Linked DNA regions of Sus scrofa: regions 1 and 2 are each linked to region 3. Evidence: chromatin contacts called from public Hi-C data. All regions are on one chromosome and are shown on one strand. The core of a region is the stretch at or near the end of the contact, and the rest is flanking DNA. Distances in the headings are between cores, read along the strand shown.

Region 1 (3,365 bases), core at 564-3,063, 160 kb after region 3:
CCAATGTCTTGCATCTTCTTCAGCATCAACAGTCTAAGGTCTTTTTTCTGGAGGCTAAGCACCTCCTCATCACTTAGCTGTTTTTCTGGGGTTTTTCCTTTCTCCCTCATCTGAGTTATAGTTCTCTGTCTTTTTTTTTATAGGTTTTTGGTGTGGTGACCTTCTTACAGATAATAGAGTTGTAGCCTGTCTTACTTCTGATGTCTGCCCCCCTGTGGCTGAAGTCAGTATGGGGGCTTGCTGTAGGCTTCCTGATGGGAGGGGCTGATGCCTGCCCCCTGGTAGGAGGAGCCGATTCTGATCCCTCTGGTGGGTGGGGCTTAGTCTCTGGATGGGATTAGAGGCAGCTGTGTGCCTGAGGGGTCTTTAGGTAGCCTGTTTACTGAGGGGCGGGGCTGTGATCCCACCTGGGTTGTTGTTTGCCCTGGGGCTTCTCAGCATTATCAGTCTTAAAGACAGTAGCCGATGTGTCACTGTGGGGACCTGGTGCCAGTGTCTGGACTTACTGAGGTTCAGGTTTTTATGGCTCCATGCAGAAGGAATTCAGCGAGAGACAAAATGATAGGCAAGAAATAGACTTATTAAGATAGGATGTTTGTGAGAGATGCAAGCAGGCAGGCAAGGAGGCCCTGGCCCCAGGATCCAGTGGGCTATAGAGGTATCTTTAAATATGCAAAGAGCATCACTGCTTTTTACAAGAGGCTGATTGGTCTACCTGTATTGAAGGAAGCTGCACTGTTTGCTATCTTGAGATTTCTTCCAGATTTATGATTCCAACTTGATAGGAATTTTATTTAATTCAATTCATGCAACATTGGCAGTAATCTATGAGTACCATAAAATATGTCATATGTTCTATTTTGAAATATTTTATGTCTCAGAGTTCCTGTCATGGCTCAGGGGTTAACAAACCCAACTAGTATCCATGAGGACACAGGTTCGATCCCTGGCCTTGCTCAGTGGGTTAAGGATCTGGCGTTGCTGTGAGCTGTGGGGTAGGTCATACGTTCAGCTTGGATCCCCATTGCTGTGGCTGTGGCATAGGCCAGTGGCTACAGTGCCAGTTCGATCCTTAGCCGGGGAACCTCCACATGCCATGGTAAGGCCCTAAAAACAAAAGGAAAAAAAAAAAGAAATATTTTAGATTTCATATGTAACAACCTTTATTGTATTATACAAAGCCCATGAAATAACAGTTTTAGTACAAACAAGACTAAGTAGAATTTTTTAAAACACCAGACAGAAATCTTTGAATAATACTAATTTTAAATAATTTTGCTTGCTTTTCCAGTTTATGTGGACTGCTTATGACTTATAAACAGCTGGTATACTTTTTTTTTTGCTTTTTGCTTTTTGAGGGCCGCACCCATGGCATATGGAAGTTCCCAGGCTAAGGGTCCAATCGGAGCTACAGCTGCCAGCCTACACTATAGCAATGTGGGATCCAAGCCGAGTCTATGATTTACACCACAGCTCATGACAATGCCAGATCCTTAACCCTCTGATCGAGGCGAGGGATCAAACCTACAACCTCATTGTTCCTAGTCGGATTTGTTTCTGCTGCGCCACAACAGGAACTCCTCCAAACAGCCAGTATTCTTGAATAGCTATTTTGCGCTAGACACTGAACTGGTGATAGTCACAGGTTAGCTGCTCAAAGAAATAGGATTTTAAAGACCACATACAGTAAATTATTTGATATATGAAGGAGATGCACATAAAGCCTATTTAAATGTGTAATGCAACACATCTGTGCACAATCCTTAGATAAAAGTTTTTTGTTTGTTCTTAAAAGTTCAGTATGATGTAGAGAAAATAAAGTCCAACCGTTTAGACAGCCAAATAGGAGATGAAACAGATGGACTCTGAACTGCCATAAAGGCCAGAAAATTCTCCTGCCTCTTTTGGCTCTCGTATCATAACTGGCATGAAAAGTCCATTTTTCTGCCATTGTGGTTGTAAGTTGCACAGCCTTATGCTTTTTTCTCTCCTATATTGACCCTTCAAAGTTTATATCATAGATGATAGAATAATAATTTATAAAGCATTTACTTAAATGTGGAAGATTGAGCTCCATAAAACTAATTTGGGCTCAATGCCCAGAGAACTCTCATATTGAGAATTTCTTGGCTCAAATATATTCACTAGAGCCACATATTAGCTAAACCTCTTAGTGGATTTCTAGTAAACTCTGTGACGGGAGAGAAATGTATCATAGGGCCGGTATTGATTAACATTGAACTGTAGAGAGGTTGTCTGTAGTACAGTGATTTTGTACACGAATATACACAAGGTAATACACATGCGTATTTGCAGACATGCAGTTAAAAGTCATGGTCACCCGATCCCTGTTGGCTTCTGGCTGGTTTTTGGTTTTTGAGTGAAACAGCTACAAAGTCCACTCCTATGTTTTGCTCTGGTTTCTCAATGCAAAAAAAAAAAAAAAAAAAAAAAAAAAAAGTGTGTTGACAAGTGACAACAGAAAGCGTGTTGAGAAAGGGGGCTTTTCTTTTTAGCAGAGCACTCTTAGCCTCTTTTGAAAAGTCCAAGGTGCAAACAGGAAGACTCTCTCTACAAATGGATGAAGCAACCTCCTACCTCTTAGACCAAGTCTTGTTTTGGGCTTCATCCAAGGATTCCTGGGTGTGAATGCTTTTGCTACCCTGGGTTTGTTAAGAATCAATAGCTGCCCTGGCTGGTGGTCTCTATAAGTGTGCAGGATCAGGGCAGACCAGACAGGTGCAGGTATAAGGCCCTGCAAAGAACTGGAAAGAGTAGGAGTTCCTGTCGTGGTTCAGTGGTTAACGAACCTGACTAGTATCCATGAGGACACAGATTTGATCCCTGGCCTTACTCAGTAGGTTAAGGATCTGGTGTTGCCCTGAGCTGTGGTGTAGGTCAGTTGCGACTCAGATCCCGCATGGCTGTGGCTGTGGTGTAGGCCAGCAGGTATGGCTCCGACTTGACCCCTAAAAAAAAAATTAAAAAAAAAAAAAAAAAGAACTGGAAAGGGTAGACCAGTCATAAGAAGGAATGACACTTTTAATCTCACAACACTGCCATATGGAAAGATGTACCTAGAGAGTGTGACTGTTGTTTCAGAATCTACTGTTTGTTCTCTTCTTGCTGCTTTCCTTTTGAATTAACATGGTGTCATTGGACATATGCATAAATATGAAGACATCCTTCTTCTGACTGTATTTCTTTTTGTGTATGTATGTCCAGCACCTTCTCTTAGGAGAGCTTGATGAATCGACCACAGCCCGGGGGAAAAGCCTGAACTGAGCCAAGGCTCAGCAAGACCTTGGCCGGATTCCTGGCGGCACCACATACTGGCTGGGTGACGCTAACGACTGCTTTACTTT
Region 2 (3,255 bases), core at 159-2,658, 140 kb after region 3:
TTCTTGGGCTGCTCCCGTGGCATATGGGGTTTCCCAGGCTAGGGGTTGAATCAGAGCTGTGTTGTGACCTACACCGCAGCTCACGGCAATGCCAGATCCTTAACCCACTGAGCAAGGCCAGGGATAGAACCTGCAACCTCGTGATTCCTAGTTGGATTCGTTAACCACTGAGCCACGACAGGAACTCCTAGAAACACGTCCAGGGTCTTTAAGTGAAAAAAGGCAAAGTACAAAGGATGCTTGCTAACTTCACTGGTGATGTGCCAATCATAAAATTTAAAGAATGCAGCTTCCTCTGTATGTCCCTAGTATCAAAGGAAGAGTTCAGACAATAAATTAAGAGAATGGGGGCTGCCAGGAAGGTCCCGTCAGAGCAGTATGCATGAGGAAAATGATCATTAAAGAAAAGGATGGGGTAGAGCTGTCTGGACTCTGGACGTGATTCCAAATTGATTGGACTCGCATGGCAGGGCGTGCTTGTAGAAGGAAATGGATGTTGGAATTCCAAGGTGAATCGGGTGTGCAAGAGCCCAAGACTGGCTGGAGCCGTCTAGTTAGGAGACTGGTGTGATAGTATAGGTATGAGAGAGATAAAGGTCAGGATTAGAAATGGGGTGGGGGGCACAGAAAGGAATGATCTGGCAAGAATTTGCTACTGATTAGATTAAGCAGCGAATAGACCAGAAGGAGGAATCTGGTATGATTCCAAGATTTTAGGCCATCAAGACAGACTCAAATAGCCGAAATAAATGAGGAAGTCCAAAGGGGGATCTGATATGGAGTTTGATTTTAGAAATTAGAGATACCCAGCAGAAAGTGAAAGGTCAGGACTCCAGCTCAAACAAAAGGTCAGGACTGCAAATACCTGGTTGAATGTCACCCATCTGAAATTCTGTAAGGGGCTAAGGATTCAGGACTGAACCTTGGGAAGGAAACATCAGTGCACGTCTAATAGAATTAAGTAACCCATCTATAATCCTATTTTTGGCCTATAACGCTTCAGTAATTTGATATGATTTAGTTTATTTCTTTGTAAAATGTGGTCTCCATTTTCAGTGATGTGTTAAGAATTCCTTACTAGCGTGTAATCCATCTCTGAATGAATTATTGTTATAACCTTTATCGTTATGCTATTGAATCAACTCATGTGTAGGACAAGATAAACTGGTTTGCAATATTTTAATATCTTCTGTTTCCTCAAAGAGATCAGAGATTATATAAACCGGAACTTCTAAATAAAGAGAACTTTTTTTTTTTTTTTTTTTCTGAATCAAACGTGAGACTTTTTGTTTTTGCTCTTCTGCAACTGAAATGTTAAAATACATGACATCTCTAAGTATTATGACTAGGTAACCCTAATCCACAATTCCTAAATGTTACTGTCTAGACAGTCCTTAAGAACACAGGCATGTGAGTTTTAAGAATCCCCAGTGCTGGGCCAAACCTGAAACCTCCATTACCATAACCACTTCCCTTCCAGTTAATTATTATAGCAACACCTTAGGCAAAAACAATCATTCCATATTCCAATAGTAAGCAACATCAAACGGGTTAGATTTTACCTTATTCTCTGCAGATGGAGACCCACATTGAGCTAAGCCTGTGGTTGCTGAAAAGATAGGGAACTTTCAAAAACAGTCTTCTCAGTGAAAAGGAACAAAAGTTAAAATGCCATGTTGGTATGTGTGAGGCTCTCTTGTATACAGGTGGGCACCTCTTGTATACTCTGTGCTGTAGGCTCTAGAATAAATATTCATTTACATTCTTCTTCTTATGTAATGAAATAATGTAAGGTTCCATTTTAAAGGTTTTTCCTTTTACCATCTTTAATTTACATGTTTTCCCTGTTTCAGCGTTATAGTCTATGTATTCCTTCTTCCTTATCTTTTAAAAGAATTTCAAATCTCCTTTCCTATTCTTCTGAATTTTCCATTAAAATCTTTATTTCTACTTATTACTTATCAGTCCTTCTCTTTCCCCCACTTCATCCTCTCTCTTCCTCTTCATTCTTGATTTCCTGGTCTTGACTCAATGCTGTGAATTTGGCTTTAAGCAATTTGAGTGCAGTATAATCTCCCACATGTGTCTGATTTGGGATATTTAAATTGAATAGTGAAAAAAAAATCCTATGTGATAAAACACGTTCAGAGAAAATGTATTTTGCCAATAAACTTATGGAAAGGTACACAACATCATTAAGAACCAGTAAAGTGGAAACTAAAGCCACAAGGAGATACTCATGCAGCCACTAAGTTTAATAATATCAGGTGTTGGTCGCAATGTGGAACAACCAAAACAGACAAAAGACAAAAAAAAAGAAAAAAGAAGAAAAAGGGTAGTGGGCAACTATATTTTGTGATATATATATATTCACAATATAATACATATTTTTTGGCTATGTTCGTGGCCATGGTTTTTTTTCGGGGGGGCTTTTTAAGGCCACAGCTTCGGCATATGGAGGTTCCCAGGCTAGGGATCCAATCAGAGCTGTAGCTGCCGACCTACACCACAGCCACAGCAAAGCGGGATCCGAGCTGTGTATGCAACCTACACCACAGCTCATGGCAATGCCAGATCCTTAACCCACTGAGCGAGGCCAGGGATTGAACCCGCAACCTCATGGTTCCTAGTCGGATTCATTTCTGCTGTGCCACGACAGGAACTCCCTATTGTGTGGTATATTTAAACAATACAATAGAGCAGTAGTAAAAGGATGAACTACATCTACACAAAACCCCTTTGGTAAATCTTTTCAAATATAACATTGTGTAAAAAACAAGAAACAAAAGAATTTGTACGGAAGGATTTCGTTCATATGTAGTTCACAAAAACAGGTAAAGCCAAACCATGTTGAGTAGAGATGCATACATAGGCAGTAAAAGTATTAAGAAAAACATATAAGTATGGCAGAAGTCAAGATAGAGTTAAGGACCTGGCAAGCTACAGTGTAGGTCTCTCTTTCTATCTGTCTCTCTCTCTCACACGCGCAAACACACATACCCCCCCCCCACACACACACATGCAGAAATACTATAGTTTTATCTTGAAGTGTGAGGAATACCCAACACCTGGGAAACCTGTTTTAATGAAGAAATGAAAATTTTTCTTCTAATTAGCACATTCAATGTGTGAATGAAAATTCCTCACTAAAGGCTATTCTTCCTAAGAAACCAAGAGTTCCCGTGTTTATTTATTTACAGATATTAGGACATATATACAAATAAGATCCAATTATAATAATTTTGTAAAATAAAG
Region 3 (3,678 bases), core at 32-2,531:
CAAGCTTGTCTGTTTTTCAAAGACTTTAACATCATTTTCTCTACACATTAAATTCAAGAGAAAAAAATATCAGGTAAATGTTTCTGGAATCTAAGAGTTTGTGAAGGGCATACAGGTCAATAAAATTTATGAACTGGAACTAATTTCCTTGCCTCTATGAGCCATCATTTCCATCATTTAGCTTTCAAATGCACAAAACATAAACTAAATAACTTCAAAAATTAATTATTCAAACAGGTAAGCCTCTACTGTTGGTCTCTACCTGTTCATAGCACCAAATTCAAAGCAGCATAGAGAATACAGAAAATAACTGGAAACTTATTGAAAAGTAAATATCTGCTAATGGCATCCTCAAAGGTAGAACACAAATTGTTAATAATATTTAAATATTTAATAACATTAAATATTTTCTTTTCTTTTTTAGGGCCTCACCTGTGGCATATGGAAGTTCCCAGGCTAGGGGTCAAATCAGAGCTGCAGCTGCCAGCCGACACCACAGCCACAGCAAACCGGATCTGAGTTGTGTCTGTGACCTACACTGTAGCTCACAGCAACGCCAGATCCTTAACTCACTAAACGAGGCTGGGGATCAAACCTGAGTCCTCATGGATACTAGTCAGGTTTGCTTCTGCTGAGCCACTATAGCAACTCCCAACATTAAATACTTTCAAATGCCAGGTATATAAACCATAAATCAATCATTTTAATATAATCAACTTCAGATTTATAAAAACAAGTTTACTGGTTAGTTTTTAAAGGCATATATTTACCTTTCTCATTAGCCTTACTGTTTATTTGGAAGGACCTTAATTTCTAAGACTCTAAACTTAATAGGAAAAACTTAAAGTCTCATGTGTCTCTAGCCTTTCAATAGAGTCTCTAAATAAATACAGTATGACAAAGTTTGAACAAAGCTATTCATATGGACAAATCCTGATATGCCTGGCACCGAGGCAGAAAAGATAAGGCTATGCTTTTTAAAACCAATCTTATGAGTGTGAAATACTGAATGCACACAGCTGGAATTCACACCACCTTTCTAGCTCTGTTCCACCCATAGTGTAATTAGGGTCTATCGAGGACAGTGCTGGGCCAACCCTTCCACGTGGGTAACTTACATCTCCGGAAATGCTTGTCTGTGACCCGGCGTCCAGGGTCTGTCTAGAGAGAGATAAATGGGAGTTCACAGGACTGGATCTCAAGTCTGGCTCAGATGTGCCAGTGCTCTGGTCCAAATGAAACCGCTCCTGCAGCTTAGCAAGGCTCTGTTCAGGAAAGACCAAGTACCCCATGAGGCTTAGCATTTAAGAGGGTGAAACTTCCCCACTAGGTAAAATTAAATTGAAAGAACTGATCTCAATAGAAAAAAAAAATACTTTATCTTAGTAGGTCCTTATCACTTTAAGTTGTTGAAAAAAAATAGTGTAGAATATAATTTTTGCATATACACACAGGGCTTTGAAAGTATGTATGATCAGGCCGCCACCTTGCAGACCTGGGCATGGGCACAGGCATGGGCTGGGCAGCGCCGACAGGCGACAGGCGAGGGACCTGGGTCCAGCGGCAAGCAGGGCTGACTTTGTCTTCGTCAGACCCCAGACGGACACCTATCCCCTCCAGAATGAAGGTCTTCCTGCTAGCACTGCTGGCTGCCCTCCTGGGTATGGAGCGAGCCCACTCCCTGGTGTGCTTCTGTTGCATGAATAAGAACAGCAAGTTTTACTGCCTGAAGCCCACCATCTGCTCTGATCAGACAACTACTGCATGGTCATCTCTGCATCTGACAGCATCAGGAACGTGGTCGACTTTGGCTACACCCTGAACAAGGGCTGCTTGCTCCCCGATTGGTCCTGGCCCGAGCGTCAATCTCAGTGTGGCGTCTGTAGGCACCCACTGCTGCCAGAGCTTCCTGTGTAACATCAGTGTGACCCATGGCGGGCTGCTGGCCAGTGCCACTGTGCTGGGCCTTGGGCTCCTGCTCAGCCTACTGTCAGCTCTGCTGCGGTTTGGCCCTGACCCTGGGCTACTGTGCCCTGCCCAGACTCCCAAAGCTCAGGAAGAAAGGAAAGCCCAGCCCCTCAAGGGATCTTGAGGCTGACCCTGCTGATCCCACCCCCTCAGCCCTGGCACCCCACAGGCAACCCGCCCCCTGCACCTGCCAGCCACCCTGACTTTTGTGTCAGGCCTTCATTGGGGGGTACTTGGGAACAGATACTGAGGGTCCCACAGTCAGAACTGAGTTCCTGCTCCTGTGTGCCCCCAGGTATGGAAGATGGGCTGTGTGGACAGGCGTGTGGCCCATGTGTCCTGCCAGGCGTGCGTAAGCGTACAGCCGTATGTGAGGGAAGGTGTAGAAGTAAGTGTCGGGAGTCCAGTATCAGCAGCCCCCAGAACCCCAAGTGTCAACACAGCCCCTTCCCCCCAGCATCTCTAAGTAGCTCATTTTGCTTGGAGGGCAGCCTTCTGGGAGGCCAGGGTTCACCATCCCAGGTCTAGGCTGCTGACCAGGACGTGGCACCCACCTTCGGATCCCGCTGCAGCCCTTGCCCTCCACCCCCCACTGAAGCCCTCCTGCTGCTTTGGTGCCTCAAATAAACAAGGATGTTCCCACCCCCCTAAAAAAAGTGTGTAAGATCATCTTAAACAGGTTATCCTTCCCAAGACAGCCTGGGAATTTTTCACCCCATAAGTAACGCATCTTTATATTTAATGTTTCTTATTTCTAAAATTTTGTTAAAATGAAGTCTATGTTAATAAGAACTACTCACTTTATGTAGTAGAAATTACGGAAGCTTGCAATACCTATAATGCAATCTCATTTTAGATGTGGCAGGAAAACTTCCCACTTAGAAGACTTCTACAATTATGCCATTTTACATCTGGGCAGGACCCAAGAGATTATTTCGTTCACATTAATGTTAGAGATTAGGAAACGGAAGCCCACAAGTCACATCAGTACCCATGGTGATGTTGGATTGGGAAAGTGCATAATCACAATCGAATGTGACTGGTGTTGGCACCCAGGTTTAATAGAGTGAGTTTACTTTAGAGGGAGGATGTGGGCAGGTGAAAGTATTAAAAAGGAAAAGTCTAAATTGCTACCAACAACCCCCCAAGAACGCTTGGGGGGTTGTTTTTACACTAATAAAAACGCTAGAAGCTCTTTACTATCAACTTTCAGGAGAGCCAGGATTTAATCCTGATATCTAAATTCTCATAAGAAATTAGAAATATCAGAGATCTGATATTTGCTTTTCACTTAACCTTTCCTATTTTCTTTCAAAGGGTATTTATACAAAATATATATGCGAGAGGATTATCAAATATTACAGAAAAAAAAAAAGAAAACTTTGAGGGACTCTGAACAAATCTTTTCTATTTTTTCATGGGAACAGTGCAAAGATATGTATTCTTCAAACCTGCAATGACAATGCACTCAATCGAGTAGGTTATGATTAGCATGTTTTTAAATGAAACAGAAGAGACTAGAAAATAAAATCAAAGTATATTACTAACATTAAGAAGGCATATTTCTGTAAAATTTTTGTGTGCCTATGTATCTGTAGGTAAAGGCATTTGTGTTGCTGAGTTCTGATGTAAAATATATTTCTTACCTTGGGTTATGGCCAAAGAGGTTTGAAAGTCACAGAAGATGTCTAATGTACCTTTCAGCCCTAC

What was found. A called contact is a pair of places that touch in the nucleus more often than the background predicts.
Region 1: a Hi-C map of liver shows a contact between it and region 3, with 4 times the contacts expected there. The contact joins the enhancer-like site here to the promoter of LOC102168101 in region 3. A contact is called at or near these places in 3 of 5 promoter capture datasets (fetal liver, fetal skeletal muscle and liver), 30 of 47 Hi-C or Micro-C datasets (adipocytes, alveolar macrophages, blood and 17 more) and 2 of 2 datasets of contacts at active chromatin or transcription factors (alveolar macrophages and skeletal muscle).
Region 2: a contact with region 3 is called in a Hi-C map of epiblast stem cells, with 1.5 times the contacts expected there. The contact joins the enhancer-like site here to the promoter of LOC102168101 in region 3. A contact is called at or near these places in 2 of 5 promoter capture datasets (fetal liver and liver), 4 of 47 Hi-C or Micro-C datasets (alveolar macrophages, epiblast stem cells, heart right ventricle and 1 more) and 2 of 2 datasets of contacts at active chromatin or transcription factors (alveolar macrophages and skeletal muscle).

What each region holds. Positions count from the first base shown.
Region 1 is chr15:44,586,204-44,589,568 of Sscrofa11.1, reverse strand. No RefSeq gene overlaps it. Among named protein-coding and RNA genes, the nearest start is that of WWC2, 28 kb to the left of the region's middle. Within about 2 kb of position 1,813, at least 3 of the 83 cell types and tissues checked have an H3K27ac peak or open chromatin away from gene starts, as enhancers often do. A contact at or near this core is called in fetal liver, fetal skeletal muscle and liver, where this site is marked.
Region 2 is chr15:44,608,009-44,611,263 of Sscrofa11.1, reverse strand. No RefSeq gene overlaps it. Among named protein-coding and RNA genes, the nearest start is that of WWC2, 6.1 kb to the left of the region's middle. Within about 2 kb of position 1,408, at least 4 of the 83 cell types and tissues checked have an H3K27ac peak or open chromatin away from gene starts, as enhancers often do. A contact at or near this core is called in epiblast stem cells, where this site is marked.
Region 3 is chr15:44,748,735-44,752,412 of Sscrofa11.1, reverse strand. LOC102168101 (lymphocyte antigen 6E) reads left to right here and starts at 1,281. Exons shown (of 3, transcript XM_013984013.2): 1 at 1,281-1,748; 2 at 1,751-1,830; 3 at 1,832-2,116. The coding sequence starts at 1,502. The coding sequence ends at 2,092. WWC2 (protein WWC2) reads right to left here. Exons shown (of 25, transcript XM_003359464.5): 9 at 1,119-1,265.